Regions from separate parts of the Sus scrofa genome. Here region 1 is linked to region 2. A link is a contact called in public Hi-C data. All regions are on one chromosome and are shown on one strand. The core of a region is the stretch at or near the end of the contact, and the rest is flanking DNA. Distances in the headings are between cores, read along the strand shown. Region 1 has its middle 240 kb from the start of RGMA. Region 2 has its middle 420 kb from the start of RGMA.

Region 1 (5,602 bases), core at 2,811-5,310, 180 kb after region 2:
ACCCAAGTTTGTCCAGTCACAGTAAAGCCTGGGATTTTAGTCCTAGGGTTAGAAGAAAGAAATAACTCATCTCTTCTGCAGAACGTTAACAAGAAAGCACACATTCCCCCTTCCATTTGTTCCTGGCAACCATCTTGAGACCATATGGAGAGGCAGCTGCAGGATAAAAAGAATGCCATGGAAAGTAGAGGGAAGAGAAGGGAAAATATTCAGTCTGTAGTGTCATCCTGAGCTTCTGGAGCGAGATTTGTTGGACATCAACCCTAGCCCTGGGCTTTCCAGGTACATAAAAATGCCTATTATCTTTTCGAGCTGATTTGATCTGGATTTCCTGCAGCTTATGGCCAAAAACATCTCAACCAATACAGAATTTCATGAATCCAGTAGAGATTGTGGGTGATCTTAGGTGACATCTAATAATGTTACAAATCCTGAAATTCAAAACATGTTTCTGGGGAGATGAGACATGGGGGGGGGTGACTAAGCCTGAGCTCTAAAAGTCCCTCTTGGCAACTCAGCATGGCTCTCACTCTGAATAGCTTCTCGTGTGCGGACTTTCAAGATCAACCCATGTCAGACTATCCCAAATTGTTCCTATTTACCACAAAACAAATTGTGGATATTCCAATTTTTGAGTCACAACTGTATCTCTCAGTTCTGGCTCATTCTGACCAGAAGGCATAGAGATACAAATGAGCAGTATCTCTCTTCTCCCTTCTCCCTCCCCTCCCCCCATACCATTCACCCTGTGAGCCTTCAAAGGGTTAAATGCAGCAAAGTGGCTTTTGAGAACAGCTGGAAACAAAGTGCTGCCCCAGGCTAACAGCAACCAATAAAAGGTCAAGAGGTTGAAGGAATCATTTTCCATGGGAATCATTTTCTAAGGGAAATGGTAAAGTTATTTAAGTCACCAGGTGGGGCACATAAAGGACAATCTTTCTGGGCTCCCAAGCAATGGACGATGTTTGACTCACAGATTTTGCCTGTCTCCAACCTACAGAGTGAACTAAAAAAACCTTGTAGTAGATTAAATTTTATGTATAATGTTTTCTATATGTATACACCATACTTGTTTTCATTTTGAAAGATAGTGGCACATCTTTAAGAATAAACATGGGAGAAGGGAGGGGGAAACATAAAATGTTCATACCCTTTGACCCGGTAATTCTACTCTTGGGAATGCCACCCCAAGAAATATATTCAACGGGGGAAATAAGTTTTATGTGCAGAGATGTTCACTGCAACATTATTTATGATAGGGAAAAAAAACTCTGATAGTTTGGCAAAACAGGTTGAGTTTGCAAATTATTGCACATCAATGCGAGAGAACATCACGGGTTATTAAAAATGCAAAGTAACAACATGGGAAATGTCACCTTACAAAAGCAGAGAGGAAACTGATATGCACAGCATGATTGTAACTGTGTTATTCTGTATCTTCAGTGCAAAAGAGGAGGGAAGTGTAGCAATAATGAAAAAAGCTAAATTAAGGCAGAAGAATAATGAGAGATCCTCTTCTATTTTTCAGTTTTGTTTAATGTTAATTTCTTTTCTGATTAAAAATGTAATTGTGTTGGGGAAACGAAAATGTTTATAAATTTCGATGATTTAATATACCTCTGCGAATATACTTGTTACACTTTCAATGGGCGAATCATACAGTATGTGAATTACTTCTCCAAAAAGCTGTTACCAAACGTGTCATTTTGTTTTTAAACATATGAATCACTTTTAATGAAAAAAGGAAAAGATCCTTTGTTTCCAACATGAGTAAGAGTGTCATTCAACAGCTGGACTCTACAGGGCTTTTTAATAAATCTCAACACAGTTTACTAAGCTGGTGACAAATACGATCTTGGGCCCAGTTTTGACCGAAGCACACCCTATGTGATTAAGGAGACAAAATCGTCCCTGGTCCATCTGGAGATGGGACCCCAATAGGAAAAAATTTCTGAAATTAGACAGATGGAGTTCGAATCTCAAAATAACAACTTAATCATAGTATTGCTTTGAGGAGCTTATTCACCCTCTGTGAGCCTCTGTTTTTTTAGGGGTTTTTTGTTTCCATAAGATGGAGCTAGCTTCACCTTCCTGCTAAGGTTGCTGTGAAAATTAAAATGCATCATGCATGTAAAGTATCTGAGACATAGAAGAGGCTCAGTAGCTGCTATATATATGTGTGTGTGTGTGTGTGTGTGTGTGTGTGTGTGTGTAGTCTTTTTAGGGCCATGCCCACAGCATATGGAGGTTCCCAGGCTAGGGATTGAATCAGAGCTGTAGCTGCCAGCCTACACCACAGCCACAGCAACAAGGGATCCAAGCCTTGATCTGCGATCTACACCAGAGCTCGCGGCAATGTCAGATCCTTAACCCACTGAGCGAGGCCAGGAATCATACCCAAGTCCTCATGGATGCTAGTTGGGTTTGTTAACCACTGAGCCACGATGGGAACTCCAGTAGCTGCTATATTTTTATTGGAATATAATGTAGAGATGCAACGGAACCAAGTTTTTAAATTACTTTGGGTTGTGTTCAGGGGGTGCAAATGATGTCGAGTGGTCCTACCCATGACAAGCCTGGGGCGTCGTCTGCACACTCTGTCAGTCAGTCAGCGTTGCATCTTTGTCTGAACTACCCCCTGGGGAGGCTAAGGTCTTTGCTAAAGAGCTGTTTGCCAGTCAGTTACTATCCACTCATTTCCAACAACGTGACCCAACAGCAGTCATGTTTGTCCACATGGCCCATCCCAAATCACTGGAGCCTGGAAAGGAAGGAGAAAAGATTTATCCATAGACTCCTAAAGACAATGGCTCCGTTCAGTAAGGTGAAATCCACTAAACCAGGTTTCATCATGCATCTAAACTCCAAGTGAGGGGTTCCCATCATGGTGCAGCAGAAATGAATCCAACTAGGAACACTGAGGTTGCAGGTTAGATCCCTGGCCTTGCTTGGTGAGCTAAAGATCCAGCATTGCTGTGAGCCATGGTGAAGGTTGCGGACTTGGCTCAGATCCCAAGTTGCTGTGGCTGTGGCATGGCCCAACAGCGACAACTCTGATTTGACCCCTAGCCTGGGAACCTCCATATGCCGTGGGTGCGGCCCTAAAAAGACCAAAAAAAAAAAAAAAAAAAAAGGTAAACTCCAACTGGAGACTTTCACTCCCAGTAAAACTGACTTACTCCTGGGAGTTCCCTGGTGGTCTAGTGGTTAAGGTTCAGTGCTTTCACCACTGCAGCCTGGGTTCAATCCCTCCTCTGGGAACTGAGATCCCACATCAAGCTACCGCACATGTGGCAAAACAACAACCACCACCATAACTAACCTCCTCCCAACATGAAAACTCTGCAGCCCAAAGTCAGAGCTCCCAGCCTCAAAGTCCTAAAGCCCTTGTGTTGAATACTATCTCTAACTGCTTAGTCAGTTAAGTCTCAGATATTCACTGTAGCTGAGACAGTTTCCTCCGTTGCAAAATGGGACTTAAGTACCCAACTCATATTGTCCAGAAGATTAAATGAGACAAAACATAGGCATTCTCTGGGACATGGTAGAGGCCCAACAAATGGTAATACTACCTCCTCTTCCCCGTCACGCTGTAATTGATGGGCTTCCCTCCTGCTAAGAAAGGCTCATTCAACCTCTTCCTGGTTCTTTCTCCTACTCCCCAGCCCATTCCCACCCTCTGATGTCTTCTCCTTCCCAAACCAACAAGTCCCAGGATCTAAGCCTCCAAGTATCAGTCAGCACCAACTCAGCCCATGGCATATGGCCCCGCGCAATCTCCCCATGACCTCATCCAGTTGGATTGCTATTTTTATAGGCTGGTATTAAGAAGCATAAGTCAGGAATGTTATATACACTGTCACGCTGGGTATTCTCAGGCCTGCAACGCAGAGGGAGCGTTCCTAGAATTTTATGGTACCACACAGGGGCCTCTACCCTCCACTTGCGACCCCATGCTCCCTGGGGCCCAGAGGAAAGCAGTGCAGGGCTCCTCGCCCCATGCTGCCCTCTCTCCTCCATGCTGGCCAACCAAAAATTCCCTGCCCTGCACAGTCAAGCAACAGCATAGCTCTGAGACAGAGAGAGAGAGGAGGTTGCCAGAGGAAATCGGAGCAGTGCAAGGGTCCCTCACATTCTACCACAGAAGAGTTTGTGGGTTGAATCCATAAACTAAGAAGCGGAGTTGCCTGTCCTGACAGGCAACCCTGTTCCTCTACACGCAGGAACTCTGAGCATCCCATGAAGAGGGACTGGGAACACCAGTCTTCCTATCCTCCAACTTCCCACTGAGGGAAAAAGCAATGATTTCACAGCTGTTGGACATGTAACTGAATGGTCAAGATGGCCATAAATCATCTGTGTAAATTATGACTATAAGCCATGGTTTTATTGTTTCGTAATTCCCAAAAGCAGAAGAGAAAAGCAAAGGAAAGATGTAAGCACTAACATGGGAGAGGATGGACAGCACCACTGGCCCTTCATCATTCTCCCTCCCCTATACAAACACACACACACACACACACACACACACACACACACACGGAATCGCACTGCTTTCTTTTGCTTATTACATCAACTTCTGACTCTCAGTCACTCAGTAATTTGCTGTCATCCGCTGTGGTTTTCTTCGTGGTAACGGCAATTCCTTGAGAACAAAATCAGCGTGAAAGTCTCTCTTCTTCCTCCCCAGCAACCACCCGGCTTTGCCTCTCGCATGCCCCATCTTGCCACCTCTCCTGCTCTGCTCCTTTTCGTCTCTCTCCCCTCACCTCTCACCTGGTTAGGAACTGTCCTGGAAGAGAAGGGACAGTCACCAGTGTCTGAACTTGAGGAGCAAGCCCTATGCCCTCCCACACAATGAATGGAAGCAAGGCCAAGGTGGCAGACATGCTCACCATCCCTCAAACGCTGGCGTGATGCCAGGTGTATGTGAGGAACCGGCTTAGATGGAACACACGGATCCGTCTCAGCTCTTTGCCCTTTCCCTTACCCATGTGGCAGAACAACTTCAAAAAAAAATGAAAGGGAGTTCCCTTTGTGGCTCAGTGGTTAACAAACCCAACTAGTATCCGTGAGGTTGCGGGTTCTATCCCTGGCCTCACTCAGTGGGTTAAGGATCCGGCATTGCCATGAGCTGTGGTATAGGTCACAGACGTGGCTCAGATCCCACATTGCTGTGGCTGTGGTGTAGGCTGGCAGCTATAGCTCCTATTAGACTCCTAGCCTGGGAACTTCCATATGCTGTGGGTGTGGCCCTAAAAAAAAAAAAAAAAGACTTGATCCCAGTCTGAGGTTCCAAGAACTCAGAGCACCTCAAAAAAAAAAAAAAAAAAAGAACATTCACAACCACATTCAACTTTTGAAAAATGCGAATCAAACCCATCCATTGACCCATAAGAGGACTACAGAGGCTGACTACACCGTCCTATTTCTCTGCTGTGCTCCACATGGTGTTCACTTAATCTGGGTAACAGGCAAGCTCACACAGATCGGAGCCCTAGAGAGGACCAATGTATCTCTTATTAAAATAAAAAAATGAGGAAAGGAATGACAACTTAGCAAAACAGTATGTTCGTGGAAAAAGTCTCTCTAAACACAGACT
Region 2 (5,310 bases), core at 2,453-4,952:
TCCATTCTTACCAAACCCAGTTCTTGGGGAAGAACTGGCCATTTGATAAATAGATATACGTTGTTGTGGGAATACTTCTGGGCTTATTCTGCCCAGGGATAGAAGTCATACTTGATTTTAACACTTAATTCAAATATAATTTGCCTTATATAAAATTCATTCATTTTATTTATTTATTTTTTGCCTTTTTTTTTTCTACTTACAGCATGGTGACCCAGTTACACATGCATGCATACATTCTTTTTTTTCTCACATTATCATGTTCCATCATAAGTGACTAGACATAGTTCCCAGGGCTACACAGCAGGATCTCATTGCTAATCCCTTTCAAAGGCAACAGTCTACATCTATTAACCCATTCATTCATTTTAAATGTACAATTCGATAGCATCGCCATGGTCTAGTTTTAGAACACTTCCATCACCTCCAAACTATCCGTCATTACATCCCCAAATCACTAGCCCATTTGGATCTAGTCAATCCATGTTCTCACGTCCTGCACCACTAATGTACTTCCTGTATTTTATGAAATTCAGATGTTTAATATAAATGGAATCATGCTGAGAAGGAAGGCAACTAACATGTAACAAGTATGTCAGGTGAAGACAAATCTAACCTGTAAAAGAATTCTCCTCTCTTTTCTCCCAAAATTATAATGAATTCTATTTCTCACATTTAAATATTTGATCCATTAAAAATTTATCTAAAATTTCAACTTTTCATTTTTTTCAGAAGTGACTCAACAGTTTCAATTACATTTTAAATAGCCCATTGTTTTCCTGCTGGTTTGAGATGCTACTGGTATTGAGCAGTAAATACCTAAGAACTTTTGTTTTCAGTTTCACATTATATTCTATTTTGTTCCAGTAAAACTTCGCTTCATGAGCCATTACCGCATCTTTAAAATGATTTTCCCATCTGATAGTGCTAGCCTCTGCTGTTTATTCTTCTTTAAAAAAATTCTCACTAGTTTTGTTTGCCTATTTTTCCCAAAGAACTTTATGTTTACCTTTGATGGGAAAGACCTCTATAACTCCAAAATGCAGAAACTATTAAATTATTGATACATATGTCACCATGATAGTAAGATATTTGGAAGATAAACTAAAAGAAGCAAAAATCTATAAACACAGTCGAAAGACAAATGAGACACTCGGGAATAAACATTTGCAACTCATACATGATGGGTTAATCTCCCTAACGTATTAAAAGGTCCTAGAAATAAAAAGACCAACAGCTCAAGAGAAATGGGCAAAATATATGAACAATTCACAGAAAGGGGCAGCCACTGTTCGGTAGCCTCACACTCAGTCTTTCTCTGTTTTTCTTTCTTATCTGGAAGTTACCCTAACAGTGAGAATATTAAGCAAATTCAACACACTTTGGGGGAGTATTTTTTTCCCCAAAATTAAAACTGAGCTTAGAAGGATCATACTACAAAAGAGAAGGAAAAGGGGCCATTTCTGTCCTCAGGGAGCTTTCAGTCATTATTGAAACTTACATACAAAGACCACTAGAGAAACCTGCTAGTTATATAAGCTTTCAGTAGGGTCTCAAAATGGAGAATTAGGAAAAAGGAGTTATAGACTGATTTGGGGACTTTTATTAATCAAGACCTGGGCAGGGACTGATTAGACCTTATAAACTGGGTAAACTGATAAAACAGTCATTGGTCTTATCTTTGGAATGCATGCCTCCATGCAGAGTTACCAGTAAAGCAGTATTTTTATGATCTAATCTCAGAACATACTCATCTGAAGGAACTGCTATCTGAACAACTTGAGGTCTGATGGTTTTGTTGCACATCATTTTATCTGTTTTGCAAGTTATAGAACAAGATTACAAGTTGTGATTTTTTTCTGTTTTCATTTTTCATAGTGAATATGGCCCTTCAATATCCACCATAACTAATCCATTAGATATGTACTATAATATTCATTTTATAGATGGGGAAAATGATGCATTATGATTTTAAGTATTTTGTCTAAATTCCCACAGTTATTAAGTGGCAGACTGAGTTTCAAAATCATGTCTGTCTAACTGCAGAGCCTAGGCTTTCAGCATCTACTCCATATGCCTCTAAAGCAGGGATTCTTTATTTGATGTACATCATAAAATATGGGGAGGATTCACAACCCCTGCAGATTGTATGCTAAATTTTGGATATATGTATATTTAAGGGGAGAGGGGTGAGAATACATATACTCATATGATTCTCAATGGGTATGTAAACCAACAAAAGTTTAAATTTTTTTTTTTTTTTGGTCTTTTTAGGGCCACACCTGCAGCATATGGAGGTTCCCAAGCTAGCGGTCTAATCAGAGCTACAGCTGGGGCCTATGCCACAGCCACAGCAACATGGGATCTGAGCCGTGTCTGCAACCTACACCACAGCTCACAGCAACGCCAGCTCCTTAACCCACTGAGCGAGGCCAGGGATCTAACCCACAACCTCATGGTTCCTAGTCGGATTCATTTCCACTGCACCACGACGGGAACTCCAAGAGTTTCAATATCTTTGTCCTAGAGAAATTGTCTTCCTAAACCTAGGGCAGTTTAGCCCCACATTAGAATGGGGAGAGGACACCTACTTACTTTACAAGTAAAATGGGCAGAGTGACCACTTTCAGAGCCATTGCCCAGATTGAGTTCCTCATTTGTAGCTTTTCCAAAATTAAAATAAAGAGCTAAAAGGAAGCAGACAGTGAACTTGGAGTGAGAATCCATAAAAACAGGAGTCCATGGGTTCTATCTAGGCAGTGTAACTGCCTTGGGAAAGTCATGCAGTGCATCTGAAAGTCATCGAGTATCTCTGGCTCTCTAAATCAAGTCCATTTATCCCAGACAGATCCAAGAGGAAAGTGATTTGCAAAGGATAACTCTATTTGCTATGTGGTTCATGCAGATTTGAAACAAAAAATAGACTTTAAACTTCCTCTCAGGAAGATCTCATCTCAGAAGCTTGCCTTTTAACAATGAAAAAAAATTTTCAACTCATATCATAATAGGTAAATTTATTTTCCTAAGAACAGGAAAACTTAACTCATTTGTTCATGGTTTTTCAAGTACAAATAGTGAAAGACTTTGGAAATTAACAAAAGAAAAGACTACAGGCTCATGGAAGGGAAAAAAAAGGCCTCTTCAAGTTTTCCCTTATGATTTGTTGCAAATTAAGCTCTCCAAAATGTAGTGAATACAATTTCTTAAAGAGAAAGATTATAAGCTAACAGGAACAGGAAAATCTCCCTATAGACACAAGGATTTAGCAACAGATTCTGAAAAGAAAAGAAGACAAAACAACCAGGGAGCTCACAAGACAGAGCCAAACAAAATGAATTGTCTCGAGTTCGTGGAGCCTAACCATTCCTTCTGTTTTGAAAGCTTCACATCAGGCTTTTTTTTTTTTTTTGTATGCTTATCACTATTGCAGCCAACCTGCAGCTGTTATGCACATTTCAAAATAAATGTTAATTTATAATAATGTATTGTTTACCACAGAAGACAAGGGGGAAATTGAACTCTTTCCACCCATCTGGAGATGGTGAGCAGCTGGTTAAAATCAGGGATTTGACATATTTTATTTTCTAAGTATCTCACCACCTTAACACATCAGCCCAATCATAGCTGTTTCCCAAGAATGCATGATGGTGCCTATCATCTAACCATACCTATTATTCTTCAGCCATTTGGCTGGAGGTTTGTCCTCTCTCTTGGAAGCTTTATGAAACAAGTGTCTGAGAATTCATGAGAAGAGACTTTGTGCTATACTAGGGCAAAATTTCTTCAATAATCAGACTCTGAAATTAACCATAACCAGACTGCATGCATGCCCGGAGTCAAATTATTCATATTATAGGGGAAACACAACAGCAATTTCATGGCTGAAAAAGATTGCCTAGATCAGGCCTGTAGCAAAACCATTAAAACTTACAGGAAGCAAACAAACAAAAAGGCAAACACAAATGTCCTTTTATCCCTCTGGGTATTCAGCTGGTAAAATGTCACGTCCAGATTACCTGCTCCTGAGAAACATCGAAATGGATCTTTGTTAGGGCTCTCTCTCAGAGTCAAGAGAGGAACTTGTAATTTCAGAATGTGCTAATATGTATCAAATGAGAGCATTCTAAATTTTGCCATAGGAAAATTTCTTCAATCAGACACCTATGTTGCTTCAAGACTTTATCATATACAGTTAGGTCATTTATTTTACTGTCACACTCGTATACTTAATATTTCCCTTAGATCCACGGACCAAAAAGGAAAACAAAACAAAAAAAAAAAACAGTAAGTCTGGATATAAGAAGCAGGGGTCAGCATAGTTCCTCACCATCAAAATTATTGTATTATTAGTCCATAAATTCCAAGTGTTTAGCATTTCAGAGGCATTTCTTCATGGTCATTATGGGCTTCCAGATTTGTTTTATTTATTTGTTTATATATGGCCCACATAATTATAAGATACTAGAAGTAATTATGAATCACTGCCTCAGAGACCATGATCAACACAAATGTAGCCAGACATTTTATTTCTGAGGAGATTTATTAAACTATCATTCTAAGACTGGCATAACAACTTCCACCAAATGTGAAACAAAGTAAAAATGAAACCTCAGTGCATCATCCAGAGCTAAGGTCAAACCAAAAACAGACCAAACCTAACAAGTTCTGAAATTCAGCTTCAGCTATATCATGGTAATTGTGTAGTACCTTGACTTTCCAAGAGAAAGATAATAAATCCTCTATGGGGAAGATAACACCATCCAAGGCCTCCAGAATAATTCATAAGCAATGCCCAGCATTCAATCAAAAATTACTAAGCATGATAGGAATAGGAGCAAGTGATCAAAAACAGACAACAGAAAAAATTTCATGAGTGATATAGCCATTATAATAGACAAGGATGTTTTTAAAACTTTAATGAAGATAATTAAGAAAGTAGAACAGCAAATGCAGAATTTTATCAGAAAAATGAAATCTATTAAAAAGAATCAAATAAAATTATTTCAGAACTAAGCAAATAATTTACTGAAATTAAGAGCTCAGAAGAGGATTTAACAGCAGAATAGAGAACTAGTGAACTGGAAGATAAGTAGATAGATGCACAGAGAGAAAGATGGAAAATTCAGGAAAGAGTATTAAAAAATATACAGGACACAGTGAAAATTTCTAATGTACATGTAATTAGAGAACTAGAAAGATAGAAGATAATGAGACAGTGTTTGAATAGATACCAGCTAAGAAATTTGCAAAACAGACAGGAGACATCAAGCCATAGATTCAAGAAACTCTGTAAAAGCAAAGCAAGATGAA

Evidence for each region. Hi-C and Micro-C count contacts between places; a contact is called where the count stands out from the background.
Region 1: a contact with region 2 is called in a Hi-C map of fetal skeletal muscle, with 2.9 times the contacts expected there. The contact joins two enhancer-like sites. A contact is called at or near these places in 2 of 47 Hi-C or Micro-C datasets (embryonic fibroblasts and fetal skeletal muscle).

The regions. Positions count from the first base shown.
Region 1 is chr7:85,682,616-85,688,217 of Sscrofa11.1, forward strand. No RefSeq gene overlaps it. Among named protein-coding and RNA genes, the nearest start is that of RGMA, 240 kb to the right of the region's middle. Within about 2 kb of position 4,061, at least 5 of the 83 cell types and tissues checked have an H3K27ac peak or open chromatin away from gene starts, as enhancers often do. A contact at or near this core is called in fetal skeletal muscle, where this site is marked.
Region 2 is chr7:85,503,544-85,508,853 of Sscrofa11.1, forward strand. No RefSeq gene overlaps it. Among named protein-coding and RNA genes, the nearest start is that of RGMA, 420 kb to the right of the region's middle. Within about 2 kb of position 3,703, at least 1 of the 83 cell types and tissues checked has an H3K27ac peak or open chromatin away from gene starts, as enhancers often do. A contact at or near this core is called in fetal skeletal muscle, where this site is marked.